3 separate regions of the Mus musculus genome follow, and regions 2 and 3 are each linked to region 1. A link is a contact called in public Hi-C and HiChIP or PLAC-seq data. All regions are on one chromosome and are shown on one strand. Each heading gives the region's core, a stretch centred on a gene start, on an enhancer-like site or on the middle of the called end of the contact. The rest is flanking DNA. Distances are from core to core; before and after follow the strand shown.

Region 1 (4,889 bases), core at 1,731-4,230:
AGTATAATATAAGAGAACTATCAAAATATAAAATCATAAAACTATCAACTATGTAAAAGAAGAGATCTGAAGATTTAGAAAAAAATATCCCAAAAAATGGAATATTTCTATTCAGAGGAAATAATGTTATTCAAGAAAGACCATCATATTTTACAGGTGAAAAAATAACTCTGCAACTGCCATGTTTCTTGAAAGAGACAAGGAAGGGCCCAGATGGTAGTGTTACGAAAGCTACGGTAAGAGCCTGGGACTTTACCTGAGAACAATAGGAATTGTTGGCTGTTGAATGACATGGTTGCTAAGCATTACAATTCTGTCTTCCACTTGGACAGTGAAGAGAAGGGGAAACCAGGTAAGTATTATTACAACTGGGTACCATCTGTTATATTTTAGGATGGTGGCAGTGGGGATGAGCATTGTTGACATGAATTGTTCAATTGGATTGGTTTGCAGTAGGATAGGAAAGTGGCAAAGTTGACCTACCTAACTAAGGGGACCATTAGAGACTGGCACAATGCATGGTAAGGAAAAGAGATTGGTTTTTGTTTATACAGTTGGAAGGAGCTAATAAAGAAGTAAGTTAAGCAGTTAAGGGTCTACCATGAGAAACCATTTTTGCCAGAAACGGGTTTCCCAAACAGCTCATGGATAAAACAATCATCCCTTCTGGAATTTGAATTCCTCAGAATCATCTACACTGGGTTAATAATTAAGAGTTCCTCATACTGTCTAGTTTGTTTGTTTCACCTGTGTACAGGATTCCGATTTCACAAAATCCTTCCAGCAGAATTATTCAACACGGTGTCAAAGAAAGGTCTACCTATTCTAGCAACCCAAGGGCAAGTCTCTGCTAGCTCGGGAAGAAAAAAGGTGGGAGGCTAAGAGGCCACAGAAAATGATCCTGCCCAAAACCAAAATACAGAGAAGGGTTCCAACAATGGCTAAGCTGCATTTTCTCTCCCACCCTCTCCAAGCATTTAGAACTTTGCCTTTAAGAGACCAGCAGCCACCTGTTGCTTAATAAATTCTTTAGACCTAGGGTGGGAATGGGCTGGGAGGATAGCATTTTTAGAGACAAAATGAGAAATAGACAGAGCTTAAGAGAAAGAAAAAGGAGAGGTGCTTGCACTCTCTCCCCCCCCCCCCCGCCAACCCCCCCCCCCCCGTGTGTGTGTGTGTGTGTGTGTGCACTCCTGAGTTCTGCCTGTCCTACGAACATTAACCGCCATTTCTGTCCCTTGAGTCACAATTAGAAATGCCCAAATGAATGCTCTCTTGGCTGTCCAATTAAATAGACTAAGACACAGGCTTTATTTGTCTACTTTATTCCCACTAGATTCTTCTCCCCTTGTTTTTCCATGACATATGTTTTCAGTACACACTCTACCAAGGGCCTTTTTAGCTCAGGCGCCTCCGTAGTTAGTAAGATTCTTCAAATCTCACTGTAAAGCCAGGCCCGATTTGTTTTCTGATGTTGCTCATCACTGAAATGGAATAATAAAAACTTGATAGAATAATATTAAGAAAGTTGTAGATTAGGTTGTCAAGGATTAAATACTTTCTAACTCTTGAAAATTTGTTGGAGCATAGACTTTGATTTTGTTGACATTATTTTGAAAAATTTCATCGCTTTGGGTGCTCTGGTAGAGGGTGGTTTAAGTCAGAGGCAGCCAAGTGTCTAATGCAGCTGGGAGATCAACCTACCTTGCACAAAGAAGTCTTTCGGTTTAAAAACTGGAGGTGTAGGTACATAGCATGCCCAGCACCCAAATTGCAGCGGTCTTGACTGGTATCCTGCCCTTCTCCTCTTCTGGGGCGCAATCCCACTTGCCTCCAGGAATACCCACTCCGCCCCCAGTGCCCCCAATCGCCAGGTCTGATTCCCTGAGGTCCGAGGTAGCCACACCTTAGGGTATTTTATCCTACAGGCAGACTTTACAGCGACCGAAACTCAGACAGTAACCCTCTAGAGAAGAACAGTCAATTTTCGGTGATCCACACATTCCCTTCCCCAAGGGCGAGACTGTGTACTAGAACGGGATTCACCGTAAGGGAAGGAATAGTTCACAGTTGCTTTAGGTTTTAGAAGCCAGTCTGTGTTGGGGAAAGAAAAAAGACATGGGAGCCAATTTTTTTTTCTGGTCTGCTCAGAACTGCACTTCCTGCCATGGTAATCAGAAAAATGCTATGGCAACCTCAAAGTACGACAAGGCTGCTAGACCTGTCAAGACGCTCGGTAGTAACCCTTGCGGGGGATCGCTGATCATCGGGGAGAAAGCAGGGGAGCTCGCCAGATTCTCAGAGGCCCTCGTGGCCACGCCCTAATAGGCCTCAGTTTCCACGTGTGAAAAATGGCCACACCACCCAGATTCCTTTCCCGACCGGGAAATGCTGGAGTGCTTTGCTGCTACAGAAACCACCCGGGGAAGAGAGTTTCTTTCGGTTTTTAGCTCCAAGAAAAGCAAATCATCCTAACGCTGGCTTCCTTCGGCGCAGGACCAGACCACAGCTACGGGACGACAACCCGACAGGCCTCATGGCGCTTATGCATACGAAGCTCACAGACAAGTGCACACAGACTGGGTCAAGGCCCGCTGTGCTTCAGCGTCTGGCTTGCACCACCGGCGAAGGACAGCTCGCACTACGCTTGCGCAATAGCCGCGCACCGCCTCCAGCGCGGCCCCGCCCCTCCCTCTCCCTAGGCCGGGCCGGCCGGCCGCGCGGAGCATTGTGGGACACAAACAAAGTGCCCCCAAACAGGCTGGAGTGAAACGAGCGGCTACGGCGGCGCCCGCCCGCCCGCACGCCCGCACGCGCGCTGCGGCGGCTCCCTCCCAGCCTCCCGTCCTCTCCCCTCAGTCCCTTTCCCCTTCCCCACCCCGCCCCGCCGCGGCCAGCGCGAGCGAGCCTTCGGCCGCCCTCGACCAACCGCCCCCAACGGCCGTCCGTGCGCAGCGGGCTGGGCCCCTCGCTCCTCCCCTCAGGCCCACGGGCGCCCGGCGCTCTCCTCGCGCCTCGCACTCTCGCACCTCGCGGCCACGCGGGTGAGTGGCGCCGCCATGCGCGCCCAGTCCCAGGCTGCACACTGGCCTAGGAGCGGCGGCCCGAGATAGGGTCCCCTGAGCCTCCCGGGGGAGGAGAGGAGCCAGTCGCGCGCTCCGCCCCCTCCCCCCGGGTTGCCGCCACCGCCGCTGCCTCCGCCACCGCCACAGCCACCGCCACCTCGCCGCCCCAGCCTGGCGGGGAAGAGGAGGAGCAGTTGCAGGCCTCCGGGCCTCGGCACCGCCGCCCGCAGGTAACGGGAGGGGAGGGCCAGTGGGGAGACGGCGGGCCGGCCTGGGGACTGACACCACTTGTCACCCACCTGGACGCGGGAGGGAGAGGAAACCTGGTTTGTCACCCTGATTCGTGCTGGGAGGCACCCACAGGGTCCCCCTCATTGGCGATTAATCCTTAGAGGGGGACTGGCCTTGGTCCCAGCGGACCTGAAGCCGTCACCCAGATCTTCCAGGGGAGCCTATCGGCCAGAAAATCCGCCCAATAACAAATGCTGTGCTGCCGGGCCATTTATTACCCGCTCACCTGGTCTACGCGCGAGCCCTAGACTTGTTTATTCCTTCCTCTCCCAGGCTGCCCTACTCGCCCGCGTCGGAACGGCACTTTTCTTAAAAAGAAATAGAGAATGCAAACACTTCTAACCCCCTCCCACCTACCTGAGGATCACTCTGTAGCTGGTCTTTTTACTGTCGGCCTAACAAAAAGCTAGGGGTTACCTGCAAGTGAAATGACAACTAAGTTACAACTGATTAAAGGAAATCGCATCAGTTTGGTTTTTGTAAACCTTAACCAGAATCTATTGAAAACCGCGATGTTTACGTACTTTCACGGAACTTACAGAAATTAAGACCAAAACTACTTTTTTAAGCATATAAGCATACTAATCTGTTGAATGTGTGTTTTCAGAAAAATTCTCAACTTCCGCTTATTAGCATTTTTTTGCAGAGATAAGTTAATACCCAAAGCGAACTATACCATATAATAGACAACAGAGGCTGGATAAAGATTTGATATTTCCTTTTGCCTTTTTGGTAATTCTTGATTTAAAAAGTACTACATAGATCTTGATTTTTTTGTTCCTATTTACTTTGATTTCCAGTTGATTTATAATATTCGTTTATGTCTTTGTAGTTCTCCCCATGGAATATAAAAAGGAGTGTTTTCTTAATCCATTTGTATTTTGTGATGATTTGTATTTATTAATTACAAAAACCAGGTTTACTTACTTTGTGCAACAATGCTTTGCTTTGTTAGAGCTATAGTCTTATTCTTAGAACCTGGTGATATAGTTACTTTTGAGTTTTATAGAATTGACAGAAACTTAGTAATATTAATTGTAACTTGCCCCAGGTTGCCCAATTGACAATTGAACCCAGAGACATTCCTGGGTAAGATGGCTTTTTCCGCTGTACTTCTCAGTAGTAATATAAATTTCTTTTATGGCCTGGAAGTTTTCAGTTTCACAGAAGTTGTCAGGGAAAATGCAGTGAACATAGATACCAGACTGGTGGTCAACCTTTTTCTCTGCATTGTTGCCAGTTTTTCTTGTGGTTGCTACTGTTGCTGTTGTTGAGACAGTCTGCCTCTTCCTCCTAAGTGCTGGTTGGGATTAGATTTTTTTTCCCCCACCATGTTTGATTTTGTTTGTTTGTTGTTTTGTTTTTTGAAACAGGATTTCTGTGTGTAGCCCTGGCTGGCCTGGAACTCACTCTGTAGACTGCCTAGCCTTAAACTCAAGTGATCACAACGCCTGCCTCTGCCTCCCAAACACTAGGCTTGCAATGTGGCCACCACCACCAGGCTCCATGTTTGATTCTTTTATTTCCTAAAAA
Region 2 (4,889 bases), core at 674-3,173, 54 kb before region 1:
GTCTGAAGATAGCTAAAGTGTACTCATATAAATAAAATAAATCTTTTTTAAAAGATCTTTCTCCTTAACCATGGAATCACCTCTCCAACCCTCAGCCTGCTTTTTTATCGAACCCAGGACCACCCACAATGGTCTGCACTTTCCCTCCTCAGTCACTTATTGATAAAATGCTCTACAGACTTGCCTATCCTGATCTTACAGAGGCATTTTCAACCCTCCTCTCAGATAAATGTCAAGGTGACATAAAACTAGCTAGCCAGCACAGTTATCTAATACCAAGTGGTAAATTCCAAGTGGTCAGCCTCGAAATCATACACATTCAAATAATTATATAGACTGAGAACATTGTATTCATGCATTTAAGAACAAATACACATATGTATATGTAACAACAATAAAAGAAATAGAGTCTATGAATTCGAGAAAGAACAAGTGGGTACATGGGAAGGGTCAGGAGTGGAAATGAAGGGGGAAATTTTTTATTATATTTTAATTTCAAAAGTAAGAGAGTTTTTAAAAATACAATAAAGCAGTGTGCTAGTAGTAGTAAATAAATATATATGTGTGTATGTATATATGTGTATATATATATATACATATATATATATATATATATATACATATATATATATATACATATATCCTTTGTACATGTATGTTGGGAAGGAAAACAGACTTATTTAAATATGGGCAGCCTCTGAAGAGAAAAACTAGAAAGATGGGAGATGTGGTTTGAATAAAAATGGCCCCCATAGGCCCATAGGGAGTGGCACTCTTAGAAGGTGTAGCCTTGTTGGACTAGGTATGGCTTTGTTGGAGGAGGTGGGCTTTGATGTCTCAGAACTCAAGCCTGGCCAGTGTTATGTTCACTTCCTGCCAATGCAGATATAGAACGCCCAACTCCTTCTCCAGAACTGTGTCTGCCTGTGTGTGGCCATGCTTCCCACCATGACAGCAATGGACTAAACCTCTGAACTGTAAGCCAACTCCAGTGAAATGCTTTCCTTTATAAGAGTTGCTGTAGTCACGGTGTCTCTTCACATCAATGAAACCCTAACTAAGACAGAAGATAAAAGCAGGGAAAATGTCTCACACCTGTCATTTTGCACCTTTTGGATAATAAACTATGTTACTGTAAACCTGCATTGAATGCATGTAATTATGTGTGCTTGCAACTGAGTGAGTGAGAGAGAGAGAGAGAGTTAGTTAGTTAGTTAGTTAGTTAGTTTATGGGACTATAATGTGAGGCAATAAAATAAGCGCCAGACAGCAAGGTACAGGATCTGAGCAACAAAACACATGCTGACTGTCTTGCAGAAACAGGAGAATGGTGACGGTGCCTGGCAGCAGCGGCCCCTTCCCAGTCTGTCAGGAAGAGAAGGAACTGCCATTTCTCCCTGCCAGTAGCAAGGTGAAGAACCAGGAGACAGACTCCAGGGGAAGAATAGACCTGGAGCACACATGGGAAATGGTGGACTGGAAGGTGGCGGTGGCGGAGGGGGGCGGGGGAAGCAGCCAGGAGAAGCAGCAGGATAGAGCTGAAGACTCACAAAGAGGGTAAGAGTGGTCAGAGCTTCATGAGGGCCAGAAAACAAGAAGGTAGCACTGAGCAGGACCCAGACATTTTATACAGCGCCCACTAGTGGTCCAGATCACACAGGCGATAGAACCTTTGGCCTTCCATAACTCGCAAGGATGTGGATAAGGTACTACAATGACAACCCTTCCCCAGAGCCTGATTCCATGGGGTTCTGTGGAAAGCCCTTGCTTTCCTGTCCACGGCACTCCCTCCCCCACACTGAGAAAACTCCCTTGCTTTGGCTGGCCAGGGCTCTGGTTTACATCTGGCTTTGTTCAGCAGCAGCCTCCACTTAGCCAATTTATGCTGCACAGCCCAAGTGCCAAGAAACTACACAAGAAGACAAGGCCTGGACAGGATCAGAAAGTGCCAGAAATGTTGCCACCAAGCCTCATCCACGGAGGCTGCCAGGAGAGCTTTGCAAATGGAATCAGTCTGAACGTGCTTGATGAAAACCATCTGAACGAAAGCAGCCAGGACAAACAGGAATCGTGGAGTTTCCCACCGCCCTGGGGGCCGCTCTGGCTTCCCCGGTTTCTGCTTCTATGCATCGACCTTTCCACCCCGAGGAAGACAGGTTCCTTGCTGGAAGCCTGTCCAGATCATGGTGATGAGCCCTGAGCTCACAAACCCTGCTTTCCCTCCACTTCCTCCCACATGCCTGTGCCAGTCTTCCCACTGCTATTGGGCCTTATTGCTGTGTTTAATACTGTTTGATGGAAGTAAGCATTTGGTCATAATGTGGTCCCTTCTTTCCCCTAGAATTTGAAAAGGTCAAGAGACTTCTAACCAGACATGTCCTCACTGCCCACAATGAAAGACCAAGATCCCTCTTCAACGTGGTCATAAAACTTGGGACACTTTTCTCACTATTTTCTCATAGAAGCATACCTGATGGCAAACAGATAATGTCATAGCAAAGGACACTGATTATGAGCCTCCAGTTGATGGAGAGAGATGGGGTAGAGGAGAATTAGATAGGAAAATTTGGACACCTACAGTCTAGCAAATTCCAAGGACTTAGAGCCAGATTGGATGTTGGATTGGTATGGACTTCAGAGAGGAAATTCAGAATCTCCCCCAAGAGACTCTACCTTCAGAGAAATATTGTTTCATCTGTATCCAATTTCTTCTCCCTGCCTATATTTTTACTACATAGGCTCTCTGTTTTCATTCTCAGGGCAGTTGGCCTTCTGTACCCAGAAGAGAATGGGCATTAGAACCACCGACAGGAGCCTTATCCTCCAGGAGCTCTACAGTCAGCTGGGTGTCATGAGCAAATGCCAGTGACAGTTGTGGCATCCACAGAGCTCTGGTCCAGACCCAGGGCAGTGACTGATGGCTCTGAGATTTGATAATTAGGAGCTGCCAAATGGCCCATCCAGAAACATTTAAACGGTTGGTCAAGGCCTTGCCCTGCTTCTTGGTTTCTTTGAAGGAAAACTTGGCTGTGTGTTACACTGAGCATAAACATTGTGCTGACCTTGATCCAGGAATTTAAACAGAGTCATTTAATGTAAACGCTGACAAATATCTTCTTGCTGAAGTGCTCTGTTTTCTGGATGGGTTCTCTATAAAAGTACTTTGATTTTTTTTTTTAATTGAACTAATAGTTATTGTGGTGGTTTGAATATGCTTGACCCAGGGAGTGGCACTATTAGGAGTTGTGGCCATGGAGTAGGTGTAGCTTTGTTGGATTGAGTGTGTCACTGTGAGTATGGACTTTAAGACCCTTCTCCTAGCTATCTGGAAGCCAGTCTTCTTTATTACTTTAGAACAAGATGTAGAACTCTCAACTCCTCCTGCTCCATACCTGCCTCGATGCTGCCATGCTCCCACCTTGATGATAAGGGACTGAACCTCTGAACCTGTAAGCCAGCCCCAACTAAATGTTGTTATTTAATAAGACTTGCCTTGGTCATAGTGTCTGTTCCCAGCAGTAAAACCCTCATTAAGACAGCCATCTTGGTGGCTAGAGATATGGCTCAGCGGTTAAGAGCACTGACTGCTCTTCCAGAGGTCATGAGTTCAATTCCCAGAAACCACAAGGTGGCTCACAACCATCTGTAATGGGCATTCGATGTCCTCTTCTGCTGTGTCTGAAGACAGTGACAGTGTACCCACATATATGAAATAAATATGGCCAGAGTGAGTGGGGCTGGGGAAAAAAAAAAGACAACCATCCTTAGAGAATGCGATGTTGTGTTTGGTACTTTATACACTGTGTAAGGACAGCTTAGGTTATTTAATTCACCCATCATTTCAACCATTTGTCACTTTTCTCTGACAAATGAGAACATTTAAAATCCTCTCTTATAGCTATATCGTGGTATTGTGTTTGTTTGTTTGTTTGTTATATATTTTTATTATTATATTTTAAATTAAGCATAAATATATGCACATGAATACAGGTATCCACAGAAGCTCTGGCCTGGAGCTAGAGTTACAGGAGGATGTGAGCCACCTAATACAGTTGCTGGGAATTGAACCTGGTCCTGGGAATTGATCAGTATATGCTCTTTACCACTAAGCCATCTTTCCAGCCCCTTTTAACTATTTTGGGCTACATAACATAGTATTGTTGACTACAGTTACTCTTCTGTGTAATCCAACACCAAAACTTATTCTTTGTATCTGTCTGTAACAGGTACCTTTAAGCAACATCTCTCATTTCCCCCATCTTCAGCATCTGATAACCACTATACTTGTCTATAGTCCTATGAGCTTGGCTTCTTTAGATTCCACATATGAGTGAGATCGTGTGGTATTTGTCTTCGTGTACCAGGCTTATTTCACCTAATTATGATATCCCAAGATCAGGAACAAGACAAGGATATCCGCTTTCGCCACATCTATTTGGCATAGGACTGAAAGCCCCAGCCAGAGTAACTAAACAAGAAAAATAATCAGAGAGTATTCACATTGGAATGAAGGAGATCAAATAGTTCTTGTTTATGGATAACTTGATCATACAGAGAGAACACCCTAACAACTCTTGTAAAAGAACTGTTAGAACTAATAAACATAAAGTTACAGGATACAAAGCAAATATACAAAAATCAAGAAATGTGCTCACATTTCAAATTGCCTTAAGAAAGAAGGAATGGGAAGAAGGAAGGAAGGAAGGAAGGAAGGAAGGAAGGAAGGAAGGAAGGAAGGAAGGTAGGTGTCGCGCCCGCTCTCGACCAGCAAGAACGATGCGACCACCAGTCCTTCTAACAGCAGTTTATTCAGTCCTGATTCTTCTTGTTTATATCTCCCCTGGACCCTGGGCCTCTCACTCCTTTTATACTCTCTCATCCACGCACTG
Region 3 (4,889 bases), core at 1,466-3,965, 41 kb after region 1:
ATTGTTAAAAGTGGGCAGCAGCAGATACAAAAGAACTCAGGCTGTGGTTGACCTTCCTGAGAGAAGAGGGCTAATGAGAAGTTATTAAACAGTTTGACAAGGCCTAAGTAAATGTGTACTCCTAAGTGCAGGGTGTTATAAACCCTGTAGTTTTGGAAGTATTTGTGGTGGGTTTGTTTTTGTTTTTGTTTTTTTCAGATGAAGGTAAATAACTTCTGAAATCCAGTATATTCTTTTTTAAGCCATTTTGAATTTTCATAGTGAAAAATTAGTATCAGGCAGGTATTTCCTGTACCTTTATAGCACCACTCCAGAGGCTAAGAGGTGTGGTTGAGAAGAGTCAGGCTGCATGTGGAATGGCAGGGTGCAGAACGAGGTACGTATACCCAGCTTTGCAGAAACTCTCCTGAGACTTTCTCTTCCTGGTCATTGAATGCTGACACCTGGCTAACTAGGGCATTGCTCAGAGAAGTGTCCTCGTGTCCCACCAACAGCACTTTCATTTGCATATACTATTGTGCTGCCATATAAAGGAGAAATAGTGAAGATATTCTATATTTTATATATAGGTTTATGTATTGTTGAGGATGTCGATGCTGTGCTGTTTTGGACAAAATAAAAGAATTCTGTTTTGAGGCTACATTCTTAACCCAATTAAGATTGTTTACAAGGTCACATATGACAACAATATAATGTCCTTATTCCAAAATATTTTGAGGTATTGCCAAGTTTGTTAAAAGCTTTCACGAGATGTAAGCAATAATGTAAAAGATACGACGAGGTTGTGAGTGATCATCTGTGACTCAGACATGGAGGGAGGGATTGTTAAGACCAGAATCTTAAAAACTTTGCTACTCAGACGATAACATTTATATGATATTCTAGATTGGGATATACTTTTTTATCTTTTGCCATTAAAGCCTCTTTGATCTAAAATATTTATGAAGCCACGAGTAATGAACTTTTGTGTAATTTTTTATATAGAAAATAGCCCCAATGTTTATCGTTATGATAGCCCCTGATGGGGTTAGAAGATAAAAACAACATTTTGTTTGTTTGTTTGTTTGTTTGTTTGACTTTGGACACTCTCTTTTGTTTTGTGACAGGATCATAGGTAGTCCAGGTTGGTCCAGAACTCATCATCCTCTTGCCTCAGTTTCCCAACAACCTTTGCTACCATTATATATTATAGACACACATCACCACACCCAGATCAGACTATAGTCTTAGTCAAACACCTGATCTGACTTTTATCCCAATGCCAAACCTTACTTACTTTTTATATTATAGTAATTTGTTTCTTTAAAATTTATTAATTCTGCAATTTAATTTCTGGTTTTTTGTAGGTTTTTTGGTTTTGTTTTGTTTTTGGGTTCTTTTTTTTTTTTTTTTTTTTTTTTTTTTTCCAAGACAGGGTTTCTCTGTGTAGCCCTGGCTGTCCTGGAACTCACTTTGTAGACCAGGCTGGCCTCGAACTCAGAAATCCGCCTGCCTCTGCCTCCCAAATTCTGGGATTAAAGGCGTGCGCCACCACGCCCGGCTGAAATTTAATTTCTATCTCTGTTCTTTTTTCTTCTTGATACTGAGAATTGCACCCAGGACTTTGTATATGATGCGCACGTGCCCTGTCACTGGTCACACCCCCACCCTGAGTCCCAGTTGTTTTTTACCTGACTCATGGCTGATTGCTCCCAAGCATAGGTGGGTAGCTTTCAGAAAAACCAACTAGGAAAGTCAGTCATTTTTATTTTTTTATCATACATGATCTTTGAAAACTGTGCCTAGTAATAAAGAAATCCTAAAACTCACTAGAATCCTATTTTAGTATGGTAAATGTTCTTGGTTCTAAATTGGGTTGTTTTGTCTTGGTTTTTTTGTTTTTTGTTTTGTTTTGTTTTGTTGTTAAGAGCTAGAAAAAAGTAAAAGGAAGAAAGAAATGAGAATAAATCAGAGATGAATTGATTTGAAGAATTCTTTTTAGATTGTTTTGATTGAAAGTGTTTGAGTCTACTCTATCCTAAGAGTCGTGTGTTAGGACAGCCCTGGCAGCCTCCCTGTGAAGGACACACCTCCCTGTGGATTTTTATCCCTAGTGGCAAAGCTTGTAGCCAACCTTAGTGACAGATTTGAATATACTATGAATGCACAAATGGTTAGTTGCCTACTACCCAAACATTTTTAATAAACTTACCTAACCAGTGTTTAATATAAAATGATACAAAGGCTTTTTTCTGTTCCAATGAGACTCTACATTTTTAAGGATATTTTGTTTATGGGTCTGTTATAGGAAATACAACTGCAAGAGATAATTGTATATATAGTAATATTTAAAGTTTATTTAAAGTTGATTTAAGAGAGGAATGCCTAGATGTATACTTTTCACCAGAACATATGGAAAACATTGAAGAGATGAAAGCCAGTTACGATCCCGTCATAGAAATCACCAGGGTAACTAAACAGAGAATCATTCTTGTTTAGAATATTTAAAGGTAGCTATCTTTTGTAAGGCCAACAAGGGTACCTTTGTGATATTTAAAGGGCTTAAATTTTAGAATGCTAGATAAATTACTTTTTAAAAAACAAAGCATTTTATATAAGAAAAGCTTTGTTTTCAGTTTTTTTTTTTTTTTTCCAACTACCAAATAGATAGGATGTGCTTTAGAAGCAAAGCTCTTCCCGTGTTGTCAGGAGTCGTAGCTCCTCGTGTCAGTCTTTGCATTTCCAAACTCTAGCCTTCAGAGTGTAATGTCAGGAAATCACTAACTCAGAAACAGAAATTTGACAGTAACCTTTACTTTATGCGTTTAAATTTTTCAAGAAATGGATGTAGATAAATGTTAATATCCACTTCCCTTAATTGGCCATTTTAAACAATCCTAATTTTTATTTTCAGTTTAATTTCAAGTTTAACCACAGTTCATTATATTAATAGGTTTTATTTTGGGTTTTTGTGGAGTGTTTGTTTTTTTTTTAAGTTCACAGTTTTGCTAAGACAAAGTGTGCTAAGCTGTTTAGGTTTGACCGTTTGGAGTCCCAATAGATAAACAGGATCCGTGTTAAGATACATTCCCTTTGCTATAAAAAACAAACAAACAAACATGCTTGTGTTTGTTAAACTGTTTTACTAAGAGTGAAGTAGTCAGGGCCTCTGATTCGCTGAGTCACTGGTAACTCAGCTTCCTTCTAACTGCTGAGCCAGGCTCTCCTGTCTTATAACTCATCCCTGTTCCTTTGGAAGCTATGTTAAGTCTTTCACTCCTTTAAAAAACAAAACAAAAACCTCTTATTTTATTCTCTTAGTCTAATTACTAGAAGCCACTTTTGCAGAGCGCGTGTCCATTTTCAGATTAAGCTTTAGCCTGTTAGCTTTGGAGTCCCTGCAAGGTGCGTGACCATACAGTGCTATGCAGGTGGCTTCTCTACCAGGATCACAGAGAATGATTTCTTATGATGGCAAATGAATGCTCGGTCCTCAATTTTAACTGAAGAGATTTTGATTTGTAGATGTAATGAACAGGTGAATTGGAAACTTGCATTGTCCTGCATCACTCATCTGCCCCAAGGGCCTTCAAGCTCGGAAGTATACATCTTCGTGAAGGAGTGATTTTTGAGTTCTTAACTAGGGGTGGGGGAAGGACCTAGGAAAGCTCACATGGAGCAAACAGCCCCAAGGTAGGGGAGGAAGGTGAGTTTTCACTGCACTGCTAAGTGTTGCCATCAGATGTCTTTTTGTATTTTGATAGTAGAAACCAGAAGGCAATGGACAAAAGTGAGGGAGTGGAGAGATGGTATTGTTGTAAACACAGCCATGAGGAATATTTATAACTAAATACATGTTTTAAATGAGATCATCAAAGTTAAGATTTCTTATTTTGCTTATACTAGTATTTATCCCTCTTTCGTTTTTGACAGAATGTGGTGACATAGGATAGTTTTTATGTGAAAGTCTTCAACAAAACAAATTTACCAAAATAGCAATGGTTCAGATAAACAATGAAGTGGAATCGAGCCAGTCCTCAGGCTGGTTAAGAAGTAGGCTATAGATGTTTCACTCTGGATTATACATAAATTGAGATTTTTGCTGCAACCTAGAAACATGAATTATGTTGAACAGGGAATGATACTGTTACTACCGGGAGTTAGACTGTTATTAATGTATACTAAAGTGATGAGCGAGACGCTTTCCCGATATCATAAATGTATTTTTACAATAGAAACAATAGTTCCTGGGTTTGGAAGTAGTCACTGTAGAGTCAGACAGTGCTGCTGGAACCTTGCTTTGGCAGTGTCTGAACAGTGCTGCTGCTTTAACGGCTTCTGCAGCTTAGTAGTGCTCCCTCTGAGTGAGACCCAGGCCGGCTCCAGCAGACACAGGCTTCCTCTGTACACAACAAAAAACGTAGGAGTTCAGACCATGATTGAAAAACATTAGAATTAATGTTTTTATTAAAAATGAAAGAAAAATTAAGTTTTTAAGTGCCTAATTTATATTCTTGTTTTCTAAGTTTATTAAGCTTTGCTAAGCCTAAAAGCCCTGACTCAGTTGTGATGATTTCCTAGTAAAATCACCAAGAATCACTTGAGGAGCTAGAGTGTCATGACTTTTACTGAATTCCTTGTTTTCTTAAATGCCAGTCTGACTACACCTAGAGGTTGACAGGTCATCCTGTGAATGAGCGTTCATTACCAAAGCGCATCGCCCACCCGCTGAGGAGTCAGCCTCTAGCTGCCCCAGGAGGGGTGGTAGTGTTGGCTTCGAGATGGGGAAGCATTTTCTGCAGTTCTGTTTTCCAGAGAGACCCTTTTCTGTGATTAGTGCGCTTCCTGTGGTTTGTCATGTTAGGTAGCAGTTCCCGGGTTGACAGCTGATATGGAAGGTCTTATATATT

Evidence for each region. Hi-C and Micro-C count contacts between places; a contact is called where the count stands out from the background. HiChIP or PLAC-seq counts read pairs in DNA pulled down with a chosen protein or histone mark.
Region 2: a contact with region 1 is called in an H3K27ac HiChIP or PLAC-seq map of embryonic stem cells, with 17 read pairs. The contact joins the enhancer-like site here to the promoter of Zbtb44 in region 1. A contact is called at or near these places in 5 of 484 Hi-C or Micro-C datasets (the HL-1 cell line, muscle stem cells, palatal mesenchyme and 1 more), 6 of 115 datasets of contacts at active chromatin or transcription factors (embryonic limb bud and embryonic stem cells) and 2 of 9 other capture datasets (adipose tissue and pancreatic islet).
Region 3: a Hi-C map of the G1E-ER4 cell line shows a contact between it and region 1, with 2.4 times the contacts expected there. The contact joins the enhancer-like site here to the promoter of Zbtb44 in region 1. A contact is called at or near these places in 15 of 39 promoter capture datasets (the 3T3-L1 cell line, 3T3-L1-derived adipocytes, the C10 cell line and 10 more), 22 of 484 Hi-C or Micro-C datasets (the C3H10T1/2 cell line, the G1E-ER4 cell line, the HL-1 cell line and 9 more), 12 of 115 datasets of contacts at active chromatin or transcription factors (the SCID.adh cell line, double positive thymocytes, embryonic stem cells and 3 more) and 4 of 9 other capture datasets (adipose tissue, embryonic stem cells, liver and 1 more).

The regions. Positions count from the first base shown.
Region 1 is chr9:31,027,664-31,032,552 of GRCm38.p6, forward strand. It overlaps Zbtb44 (zinc finger and BTB domain containing 44), which reads left to right and starts at 2,981. Exons shown (of 6, transcript NM_001115130.1): 1 at 2,981-3,295.
Region 2 is chr9:30,974,943-30,979,831 of GRCm38.p6, forward strand. No RefSeq gene overlaps it. Among named protein-coding and RNA genes, the nearest start is that of Gm29724, 26 kb to the right of the region's middle. Within about 2 kb of position 1,924, at least 34 of the 459 cell types and tissues checked have an H3K27ac peak or open chromatin away from gene starts, as enhancers often do. A contact at or near this core is called in embryonic limb bud, embryonic stem cells and uterus, where this site is marked.
Region 3 is chr9:31,069,281-31,074,169 of GRCm38.p6, forward strand. Zbtb44 (zinc finger and BTB domain containing 44) reads left to right here. Exons shown (of 6, transcript NM_001115130.1): 6 at 1-4,889. Among named protein-coding and RNA genes, the nearest start is that of Gm17508, 11 kb to the right of the region's middle. Within about 2 kb of position 2,716, at least 8 of the 459 cell types and tissues checked have an H3K27ac peak or open chromatin away from gene starts, as enhancers often do. A contact at or near this core is called in the G1E-ER4 cell line, where this site is marked.